Linked DNA regions of Mus musculus: all the other regions are linked to region 2. The links are chromatin contacts, called in public Hi-C maps. All regions are on one chromosome and are shown on one strand. The core of a region is the stretch at or near the end of the contact, and the rest is flanking DNA. Distances in the headings are between cores, read along the strand shown.

The links. A called contact is a pair of places that touch in the nucleus more often than the background predicts.
Region 1: a contact with region 2 is called in a Hi-C map of brain, with 2.0 times the contacts expected there. The contact joins the enhancer-like site here to the promoter of 1700010I14Rik in region 2. A contact is called at or near these places in 3 of 484 Hi-C or Micro-C datasets (the Patski cell line and brain) and 1 of 9 other capture datasets (liver).
Region 3: a contact with region 2 is called in a Hi-C map of Th1 cells, with 2.4 times the contacts expected there. The contact joins the enhancer-like site here to the promoter of 1700010I14Rik in region 2. A contact is called at or near these places in 1 of 15 datasets of contacts at CTCF or cohesin (CD8 T cells), 2 of 484 Hi-C or Micro-C datasets (Th1 cells and stem cell-derived neural progenitor cells), 2 of 115 datasets of contacts at active chromatin or transcription factors (CD8 T cells and memory CD8 T cells) and 2 of 9 other capture datasets (adipose tissue and pancreatic islet).

Annotation. Positions count from the first base shown.
Region 1 is chr17:8,924,241-8,928,064 of GRCm38.p6, forward strand. The region is part of intron 3 of Pde10a (phosphodiesterase 10A); the gene reads left to right. Among named protein-coding and RNA genes, the nearest start is that of 1700010I14Rik, 62 kb to the right of the region's middle. Within about 2 kb of position 1,736, at least 19 of the 459 cell types and tissues checked have an H3K27ac peak or open chromatin away from gene starts, as enhancers often do. A contact at or near this core is called in brain, where this site is marked.
Region 2 is chr17:8,986,485-8,990,420 of GRCm38.p6, forward strand. 1700010I14Rik (RIKEN cDNA 1700010I14 gene) reads left to right here and starts at 1,849. Exons shown (of 10, transcript NM_025851.3): 1 at 1,849-1,937. The coding sequence starts at 1,913. Pde10a (phosphodiesterase 10A) reads left to right here. Exons shown (of 22, transcript NM_011866.2): 22 at 1-164.
Region 3 is chr17:9,029,994-9,033,656 of GRCm38.p6, forward strand. No RefSeq gene overlaps it. Among named protein-coding and RNA genes, the nearest start is that of 1700010I14Rik, 43 kb to the left of the region's middle. Within about 2 kb of position 1,633, at least 64 of the 459 cell types and tissues checked have an H3K27ac peak or open chromatin away from gene starts, as enhancers often do. A contact at or near this core is called in CD8 T cells, Th1 cells and stem cell-derived neural progenitor cells, where this site is marked.

The sequences.
Region 1 (3,824 bases), core at 486-2,985, 62 kb before region 2:
GGTAAAAGAAAATGGGAACATTCTCAACTCTAAACATCCAATGGCCCAGTGAGTATTTCTCTTCTGGAAAGTCACTGCACCCTAAAGAGGAGGAGCTCTTGGGATGCTTACGAGGGAAGCCAGGCTTCTCACGATCAAACATGTGGTTTGAAGGCTTGAAGTTGCTTCAGGCACTGGAACTTGTGAGTGTATAGAAGAACGCTTTCCCTCCCAGGCTGTGGGTGGTGTGTTTCAGCCTTTAACTGCTGGCTATTCAGGTAAGCCACAGGAGCTGTGGAAGCCTCTAAGGAGCTCTGAGCACACCGGCATCCCAAGTGCATTCAATATAAAACGATTACCGGGGCAAGTCAGTGAGTCCTCCTGCTACCTGGGCACAGCTCTCAGTGTTACTGGATCTGCTTGCTCAGATTTCAAGCAAAGCCCACCGCATCAGCAGTGGATTGAACACACAGACCATTCGTCTATGAAGAGTTGTTTCTGACTGCATGCTGATGGTGCTATGTAAAAGACAGGCACATCCAATGGTAGCCACTGGGAGCCGTTTACTCTGAAGCTCAGTAACGAAGCCACACAATAGCCAGTTCTAAAGACAGGAGCTCAGCATTCCTCTTCCACAAGATTTCAAGCTGTTAACCTGTTTTACCCGACCATTCTCAGCAGCCATAAAGCCACACCAGGGTGTAGATATTTAAAGACATCACGACAGAAGTATTGTTTGAAGCCCAGGTGCACAGCTGCTTCTGGTCCTCTGAAGCCCAGGCAGTGTGAACATTGCTATTCAATGTTCTTCTTTCTTGTGAAGAGAGAAATATAGAAAATACCTACAAACAGTGTGCCTTGATGAATCCATTTGGCCTCCCATCGCAGATTCTCATTAAGGTGTTTGATTTATTTGTCAAAGACATGGCTGCTTGCTCATGCTTTCTTGTTACTTCCCCCAGCAAGAGCACACTGCTGGGAACTTTAATCACTAGAGACGGACACCCTGAAGCCTATATGCTGGTTTCTAGCAGCGATGGAAGTGTTGGAATTGTTTGCTGTTGTCATTGATGACTCTTAACGATTGTATGATTCTCCTTTGCCTGAATTATTATCTGAGTAGCTCTTTGCATCCTGGTGGTCTTTTTTGCTCCAAGTTAAATTAGTTCATATTCATTTTACCAAGCCCTTGAATACAGTATTCTTCATTTTGTTGTTTCCGTTTAGCTTGCATAGAATTGATGGTACTACCTTTTCAGACGCATACCCCATTTGTTTGTAAAATCCTGCCTGATTCCCTCAGCTCAGTGTGAATCCTTTGGGGAGGCTGGCCTCTCCCCTGAGCTGGTGGCCCATGTCTGCTCTCCTTCTATGATGTCTTGCATCTTCTCTAGCTTTCTCCAAACCCCCAATTCTGCTCTCAGGAACAGGCCTTGCTCCTGTTACAGGGGGCGCAGAAGTCCTCAGAGTCTCTTTCCAGGACTGAAAGTGCAGCTACCGTGTCCCTTCTCCCAGACCTCTAGGGTAAGCCTCCTGTGACCCTGTCAGTAACTATTCTTGCCTGTTTTCTGAGGCATTGCCGAAGGTGGATTCCTGGGTCTTGCAGATGCTAGGAGAGTACTCACCACTGAGCAGCCAGCAGTTTCCTTGTCTGCCACTGAGAGTTTAAAATGAATGGTTGCTGGAAGCCAGCCCCTCACTCCATACTATGGTGTGCCTCCCTCTGCCTCTATCTCCGCCTCTGCCTCTGAGGCTTGTGCACTTCATTGGTCATTCCTTGCCAGTGCTCAGCTGGAGAGCAGTTAGGATACTCCAGCTTGTGGTGTCTGCATGACCAAAAAAACCCTTTATTTATAGCTTTGCTTACTTTAAAATGCCTCGACTGAGCTGGAGAGACAGCTCAGCTCGTAAAGTGCTTACTCTGCAGGCTGAGGATGCCAGCCGACTCAGTCTCCAGGATCCACAGTGCAGACAAATGCCAGACGCCCTGGGGCACCACAGTGAGGAGGCACCACAGTGACCACTTGGTGACAGTCGAGGACACAACACAATAAGATTTTGTAGGAGATACCATGACATCCGTCGGGTAGGACTGGACATACTCTGCTTTCTGTTTTCTGGCACCGCACCTGTTGCGAGGTGCTGTCTTCAGTGGAGTTACCCTTGATAAAGGTTGCTCTGCGGCAAGATCAGTGTGAACTGGCACGGGATCCCAGGGTTCGGGAAGCTGGGCAGTGCTGGAACTGACTTCCTTAGCTCTTGATCACAAGCTATCTTAAAGGACAGCTGCCACTTGGCACTCACGTGAACTTTATGAAGTGTTAAAAGTTTTGAAGATGGATAGAGTGCACCCCCTGTCACGTAGATGAGAGACTTAGAGGCCAGAGATGACATTCCATGATGAGCAGTCCATCCATGTCCCAGGATCTCTCTCTGTCTCTCTGTCTCTCTGTCTGTCTCTCTGTGTGTGTATGTGTGTGTGTGTGTGTGTGTGTGTGTGTGTGTGTGTGTATGAAGCTGCTAGGTGCTGACCTCAGTGGGAACAGACTGTTATTAAAGGGTTATTGCCAGACTATGAGAAAGGACTGAATATGGAGACATTTGTAACAGATCTCAGCTATTCATGTGTCTACTTGCTGAATCTTGCTGAAAGCCAGAGATTCAGCTCAATGGTAGAACACTTGTCTGGCAATCGTGAGATCAGGGTTAAGTTCCCAGAATTCACACCCCCACACAAAAACCCCCACCAAATTAACCCCACACATCCTGTGCGGCTTTTGGCATGGTCATTCTCTCTCTCTCTGCTCGGCTGTCCTCCTGGTCAGCGTGTGTCTCAGATAAGCATATTCCCAGGAGTTGGGGAGACTTCAGAGTCAGTAGAGAATCGGTGGGCAGTAGAAAAGAGTGGTTGTGGCTGTCTAATATTCTATGGAGCTCTTCAGAACAATTCACAAAGGAGCCTTCTCAGGCTGTAACCCACACAGTGCTGTTCTGCCGGCTCTGGGATTTGAACTGCCTGTGAGTCTATTCTGTCACCACACTGGCGCCTTTGTAAGATGGGAGTCGGAAAGAGTCTCAAGCTAGGAAAGAGCTGGGGAGTAATAGCAGTCTGTTCCTGAGACCGACCCCAGCAGTAAATCACCACAGATGCAGTCCGGTGGCCCGTGGTCAGGGTAGAGGTCACACCCAGGTCCTCCAGTTTTGGAAACGTAACCACAAACACTTATTGAGGTAGGAAGCTGCAGGCTTGTGGGGAAGGAGGGAAAATGTCTGCTTTATACATTTGTTCGTTGTACGTCAAGGTCCTCGCTCCCCCGGGCCTGGCCTCTCCCATTCTTGATTTAAAACTCTCAAGCCTGTGAGCTGGCTTCCCCCAAGGTTTCATTGACAAGTCTGCTGTGATGATCACATCAAGGTTTCTGCCCGCTCTCCCAGAACTTTACAGTTAGAGATCTGAGAGCATGCCACAGGGCTGTCCCGTTGATAGGGCAGGGGCACCAGATCAGACCATTCTGGTTGCAGCTTTGGTTTTGTCCATTGTAGGGATTCTACTCTCCTCATTTCCAGACAGTGAAGGCAGGCACGTATCCCCCTGCCATCCTGAGGTTTAAGTTGTGAGTGACGTCAGAGAATGATGTCACATGGCAGTGGTATTCATGCTTGTTCTGGGCTCCAAGCACTTCAAGCACGGGCTCTTCCCGTGACCAGATCATCAGGGACAGCTATAAGCCCTGGCTTGGGGTGGCAACCCGGCCTCTATAGTCACTGACTGTGGCTCACTAGTCCCTCTGTCTCTGACCTATAGTCAGGGAAGTGCTGGTATTTCCTAAGCACCATGTGACCCC
Region 2 (3,936 bases), core at 599-3,098:
TTCTATTCACATGCTTAAAGAAGTAAGAAATCTTTTGTGGATATGTAATTATACATATAAAGTATATATATATGTATGATACATGAAATATATTTAGAAATGTTCATAATTTTAATGGATATTCTTTGGTGTGAATAATTGAATACAACATTTTTAAAATATCATCTCTCAAGTTTGCTCTCGTTTGTGGGGAAGGCGACAGATGCCCAGAGAAGCTGTCCATAGGTGGCAGCCAGATCTTCCCACAGACACTGTTTGGCTGAGAGTCAACACAGTCTGTATGAAATGCAGCTGAGAAAACACTTGCTCTCCAGAAAGGAGCCAGAGGCCAGCTTCTCAGTATAAGTGTTAAATCTGTTTCCTGCTCCTATCAGGTTAGTTTTTGTTGACTTCACACAAGCTAGAGTTATGTGGAAAGAGGAACCTCAGCTGAGAAAATGCCATAGTAACTCACTTGTAGGCAAGTCTGTGAGACATTTTCCTTGATTAGTGATTGATATGGAAGGGTCCACTATGGGTGGTGCCACACCCTAGGCCGGTGGTCCCGACTGTGGAATAAATGAGCCTGAGCAAGCCACAGGAAGCAAGGCAGTAAGCAGTACTCCTCTGTGGCCTTCTGCATCATCAGCTCCTGCCTCCAGGTTTCTGCCCAGTTTGAGTTCCAATTTCCTTCAAGGTCAGAGTAAACTGAAATAAACACCCTCCTTCCCAAGTTGCTTTTGGTGATAGTGTTTATGACAGCAATAGAAACCCAAGACAGAGGTAGACTGTGTGTACATGTGCTCTACCTCCTCCAACACCACCATCTCTGCCCTGAGCCTCACGGGGAAGGGGTCAGGGTGTGTGGCTCGGTGGTAGGGCATTCGTTTGCCTCTGAAGAGTGGGTTCCAGCCTGGCACTGTGGAAAAGTTGCTAGTTCCCTTTCATATCAAACCAGGCTGAAAGGGTCAGAATTCACTGCCCGAGTCATAGGTTAAGGTTATAGGTCACCTGGGACTAGGTGCAACTCTGTTCTTCCTGGCTTTCCATAGCACTTAGCCATTGCTGCTCAAAACTCTTCCCTGGGTGAACGCAGGTGTCTGGTCCTTCCATTCCTCTGCCTTCAGGAGCCACCCCCTCCCCCACGTGGGGACAACATGGGCAGTGAGCCAGGGATTTGCTTCCACAAAAATCCACCTTAGTTTTGACAGGTCGTTGCAGTGATAATAATTGAATATACTTCTCCTTCAATCACTTTGATAGACGACTAAACAATAGGAGGGAATATGGGTTTTACTATATTCTTAAGAATCGACACATATTTGACCCTTGACGTTCTGATTTTTGTCACCTAAGGGATAGAATGATTACGCTGACATAAGCCATGATTTGGAAGAATTTTTTTTTCGGCCGTAGGGTGGGGGGGGGGGGGAGATTAACATTTTCCAGAAGTAGGGGAGGTGCCGCTCTTACTAGCACATGCCTTGTGCAAACCAGAGTTCTTCCCTTTCTGTCTGAACTCGAGGATCTGAGTTGGTGACCCTATCGCGTGTCCAGAAACACCTCAGCCCTCCTCTTTAGCATCCCGTGTGCTCTGGTTCTTGCGTCTAGAACCAAGGACTGCAGCGGGGGCACATTCACTGGGGACACCAGTTATCTTTTGTCCCATGCTCTGTAATGAATCTTGCCTAGTTTTGTTTTGCAAAGTAAAACCAGTGAGCATCCCTCCAGGGCTCCCAGACCTGGCTGGGGAAGGTGGCAGACTCCTGGCTATTCTGTTATTCTGCCACCCTGTGGCCGGGCGCCAGAGTTACACTGAGGGGGAGGGGCTAGGAATATTTACTGTTTCCATGGCAACTGCAGCTTCCGTTGGCAACTGCAGCTTCCGTTGGCAACTGCAGCTTCCGTTGGCAGCGAGCCGACCAGAGGGGCAATGGCTGAGGATCAGGAACCTGACTGTAAGTGGTCTGCCTCTATTTTTGTGGGTTTTGACCCGGTTGATGTTTGTCCAGGAAAGCTGGTTTCTCAGAAGTGGTTTTGAAAGTAAAAACCTTTCTGGTGGCAGGAAGTCAGCTCCTGGATCAGGAGGGTTTGCTTGGACCCAGCGACTCAGACCTTTCAGAAGCTTAAGGAAGCTGGCTACTTCTGTCCTCAACCGGAAACAGAGAGCAAAGAACACACGCGCACCATTTCTCCACTCAGCTCCAGGACCCCGCCAGGAAACAGAGTGGGTCTTCCCACCTCAGCCCATTTAAGAAAACCCCTCAGGTCATGGCCACAGGACAACTTCATCTAGACAATTTCTTTTGAGAGTTCCTTCCTGGATTCTATTTTGTGTCAGACTGATAATCAAAAGTAACTATCACCTTGGTATGTGTGTTATAGGATGTGTGTAAAGGCGTATGGAGTGTGTGTGTGTAAAAGTACCTTGGAGGGAAAGGGATGGAGGGGCTCACCATACTCGTTCAGTGCTTTTTGTTTTGAAGCTGAGAGTTTTGCAAAACTTCCTGTACCACACCGCTCTCTTGGTATGTGACTTACAGGTCAGAGAGGCAGGCAGGCAAGCAGGTGTCTGTTTCGAATACATAGATGATTGTCCACACATAATAAAAGTAGGGAACAGCTCACATGTAATAAATCTAACAACCTAACAGTCTAGCTCTAAGTGACACCACCAGTATTGAGAGGCAGAGTTCACTCAGGGAATATTGCTAGAGCAACAGGTTGCAAGTCTACTGTCCTAGTGCACAGCCAACCCCCATATCCACATGCAGTGATGTGGAGGTCATTGACATTGATGGGACACTGACAACACTGCAGATGTCCCTTGAGAGTGACGAGGCTAACTGGTAACAGCCTCAGTTGTGCTTAGCCAGGTCAGCCCGCATGCTAGACACTCAACACACACAAGGCTCAGAGCCAGGCCATTGGCAGGACATCTGCTGGGAGACATGGTCTCTTGTCATTAGAGTAAGCATGTGGCTCATGTCTGCTGAGGTACATTGGAGACCAGTATCTGTAGAGCTTCCTGAACCTGGACTTTTATGACCCTTCTGAGGCTGGTCTAGTTTTTGCATGTATGGTGTGCATGTGTGTGTTGGTCAGTACCTTGGAGAGAGGTATCCCCCCTATAAAACCCTACAACACAGACACCAAGGGGATAGTTAATTTTGATTATCAACCTGACACAAAATAAATTCACAAAGGAGCTCTGAAAAGAAATTGTCTAAATGAGGTTGCCCTGTGGCCATGCCCTGAGAGGTTTTCTTAAATGGGCTGAGGTGGTGTACTGGCTAGTTTTGTGTCAACTTGACACAGCTGGAGTTATCACAGAGAAAGGAGCTTCAGTTGAGGAAATGCCTCCATGAGATCCAACTGTAAGGCATTTTCTCAATTAGTGATCAAGGGGGAAAGGCCCCTTGTGGGTGGGACCATCTCTGGGCTGGTAGTCTTGGTAGTCTGGTAGTAAGAGAGCACGCTGAGCAAGCCAGGGGAAGCAAGCCAGTAATTAACATCCCTCCATGGCCTCTGCATCAGCTTCTGCTTCCTGACCTGCTTGAGTTCCAGTCCTGACTTCCTTTGGTGATGAACAGCAGTATGGAAGTGTAAGCCGAATAAACCTTTTCCTCCCCAACTTGTTTTCTTGTTCATGATGTTTGTGCAGGAATAGAAACCCTGACTAAGACAGGTGGGAAGACCCAATCTGTTTCTTGGGTGGGGCCTTGGGTGAATGGAAAGAGAGCTGAGTGGGGCACTGGTGCGCATGTGTTCTTTGGCCCCTGCTCCTGATTCTGTGTGGGGTCACCTGATCCCAGGTTGAAAATGGCTGTGCTAATTAGAAAAGCCTCACTGGACTGGTGGCTTTGAGTGTTTTCTGGACATAAACTAACAGAAGGACTGCTCTGATGCAGCGTGTACCTTTCCTCAGTTGGTGACACACATTTTTTTCCTGCACAT
Region 3 (3,663 bases), core at 383-2,882, 43 kb after region 2:
CCCCATGGAAGGAAATGAGTTCACTGGGGACATGTCCTTGAAGAGAACTTTCCACCATTGATGTTATTCCTCAACACAGGCAACAAGGATAGAGTCAACCACTATTTCCCAAAAGCCAGGCGTGTAACTACAAACACAAACAACCCTTGTTTCTGTTTTTTTTTTTTTTTTTTTTTTTTTTTTTTTTTTAAGTTTCTCTGGTGTTCCTTTACTTGGCAGAAAGTGGACTCACTCAACTTGAGCATCAATTCTGGAACAATCTCAGTTTGTAACACTCTCATCTGTGTGGTGTTAGGTCTGTAGCGGCTGTTCATGTGAGTAGTATGCATTGAAGCTGTTCTCTGAAGGATCAGATTATAAGCTGCCCTTTGCCAGAAGGGGGCAACATACCAGAGAGACCAGTGAGACCTCTAACAGCCCTAAGCATCTCAGACACCTGCTTCTAACACCTTGCTTTCACAGAAGAGCTCGCTGGTGTCCTGAAGCCTCGGAGCTGACGGGAAATCAGTCATTCTGGGCAGCATCCTTAAGCTTTGATCTTTCCAGCAGCAATGTGAATTTTACATATTTTTTTTCCCCCCACCGGCATACTTTGTTAGGTTTTTTTTTTTTTTTTTTTTTTATCACAAAAGACTAAGGCTTAGCCTTTGATAAATTCTCATTTGCAGAGATAAAGTAAAAGGGGGAAAAAGCATTGGGACCTTATAGGAAATGGCAATTTCACCCCAACACCCCCCCCCACCACACACACTCATGCAGTGATAATTTCGAAGTTTAGAAGGGTAACACACACACACACACACACACACACACACACACACATATACACACACACACACACACACACACACACACACACACACACACACACACACACACACACACACACACACACACACACACACACACACACACACACACACACACACACACACACACACACACACACACACACACACACACACACACACACACACACACACACACACACACACACACACACACACACACACACACACACACACACACACACACACACACACACACACACACACACACACACACACACACACACACACACACACACACACACACACACACACACACACACACACACACACACACACACACACACACACACACACACACACACACACACACACACACACACACAGACACACACACACACACACACACACACACACACACACACACACACACACACACACACACACACACACACACATACACACACACGCACACACACACACCTACCCCTTCAAGCATGAAAAAAGCATTTGAATTAAGCCAGGCACACAAAGCAAGAGAATTGTGGAGAGAAGCTCTCTGACAGGCAAGCCTGCTCTTTATTCTCTTGAGCTAATTCTGCCACACGACACACTGGCATCCAGAAAAGTAAGATTCTGACAGGCTAATTTCAGCTTGTGCTTCCAATGAAATGTACATAAGGCACTTGTTACGTCTAGTGACAGTCAGTGTCATTTTCTGTTTAAAAGCAATCCATTTGTGTGGATGCCTAGGAGAGCAGGTGCCCGTTGAGGGAGTAGGAAGGGCGTTTGGGGTCTAGTGAAGGTTTGCACGGCCGCTTGGCTGAGGCAAGGGAAGTGAGGCTCGGCCCGGATCATCAGGCTGGATTATCAGGCTGCTTGGGTTCAAGGACAGAGTCATCAAGTCAAGCTGGTGTCTGTCCATGACTTCCCCCGTCAGCGGTAAGATCTTAGGACCTATAGAACAGACGATCAGGTGGTGATATCGTTTGCTTATCAGTCCAGCTTGCTGCAGCTGCGAAGTAGAAAAGCTAAAAACAAAGTCTCTGAGGACAGACACATCAGAATACGGAAACAGAACACCAAAAAAACAAAACGGAGGCAGGCTAAAGGAGGACACGTGTGACCAGTAGGTGGCGCCATTATACCGCACAGAACCCGGCTTTCTGGCAGAGCTCTACTGGGGAGATTAGAGCCATATACAATTTCCTGTTGGCATTGAAGGTGAAGTCAAGGGTTGATATAAAGAGCTCCATGAGGCTCTGAAAATGCCGCATGCCGGCAGCAACCCAGGCTCACCCTTAAAAGAACTTCAGGAGTGAGGGCGCCAAGGAGGATACTGAGTCATAGCCCCATCGAAATAGTGTCTGATGTCACTGGCGAAAATAGACCCGGAGATCTCTTCTGTTTATCCCGCTGTAAAGAGGTGACATTCATCGGGTGACTAGAGAGTTCATTTAATTATAAAAGACAGAGCCATAATAGAGAAGCAGGATACGACTCCCTTGTCTAAAAGGTGTGGTGGATATTTGGAACCATGTATTTCCTAACCTGTGGTTTACAGCGTCTTTTAAAATTTGCTTTCCAAAGGAAACAGCATTTGGAACAGCAAAGATTGCTCAGGTCAAGACAGTGTGTAATTACAGTGCCAGATGGAGACTATTTCTGCCAACCACGATTCTAATTTCGTCTTTCCCTTTACCCAGTACTAAATTGAGTCTACTTAATAGAGACGCGTACTGCCAAAGCCACCCACAGCCCGTGTCCCATTCTGATTTCCACCTATCTTGTAAGATTTCAGACAAGCTTGAGGTTTAGATTGAACAAAGACAAGCTGAGCTACCATAGGGCTGGCTAATCTACAAAGAGGATCTGGGGGTGGGGTGGGTGCTTAAACAGTACATAGAGTGGGCAGGCACAGTCCTCTGACCAGAAAAGCCTCAGGCAAGGACAGTCTGGCACCCCCCTGTTGTGGATTTAAACTACCATTTCTTTGCACTGACTCTCAACTATCTCAGCAGGGATTTTGCTCAGCAATCTTTGCAGAGCCTGTTTCTTCCCTACATACTGAGTATGAGCAGTGGGTAGGGTTTTATTTCATCCTCCTTCCCCAAAATCACTGTGGTTTCAGGGAACTAGAACAGAACATGGGCCTCAGTGTGGGGCAGCTGTAGAGCAGTGATCTGACCATGGAAGCTAGCTTCGCCACAGGGGTGTACTTTTTGTTTGTAGGGACTAGAAAGTATGGGAATAGGTATGAAAGGAATAGGGCTGGACAGAAGGGAGGAATGGGAGAAATGAGGGGGAGAGGGGTGGAGAAAAGAATAGAGGGGAGGAGAGGATGGGAGGGGAGAAAAGAGGAGGGGAGGAGAAAAGGAGAGGGGGAGGGCAGAGGAGAAGAGGGGAAAAGAGGATAGGGGAAGGAAGAGAAGAAGGGAAGATGAGCGAGGAGGGGGAGGAGAGGAGAGGGGAGGGAAGAGGAGGGAAGGAAAATGGAAAGGGGAGAGGGAGAAAGGAGAGGAGAGGGGAGGGGAAAAGGGAGGGGAATGTAGAGGAGGGGAGTGGGGAGGGAAGAGGAGAAGAGGGGAAAAGAGGATAGGGGAAAGAAGAGAAGAAGGGAAGATGAGCGAGGAGGGGGAGGGGGAAAGGAGAAGAAAAGGGAAGGGAAAAAGGGAGGGGAATGTAGAGGAGGGGAGTGGGGAGGGAAGAGGAGAAGGAAAGTCAGAAGAGGAGGGGAAGGGGAAGAGAAGGGAAGGGAGGAGAGGGGAGGGAAGCCCCATAGAACTTGATCAATGATAAGGATGTACAGCCGAAGCTTCGGAGTGTACATCTGGAAGATCCACTCTGTTGTGTTCAGCTTGTTTTCTTTCTTATC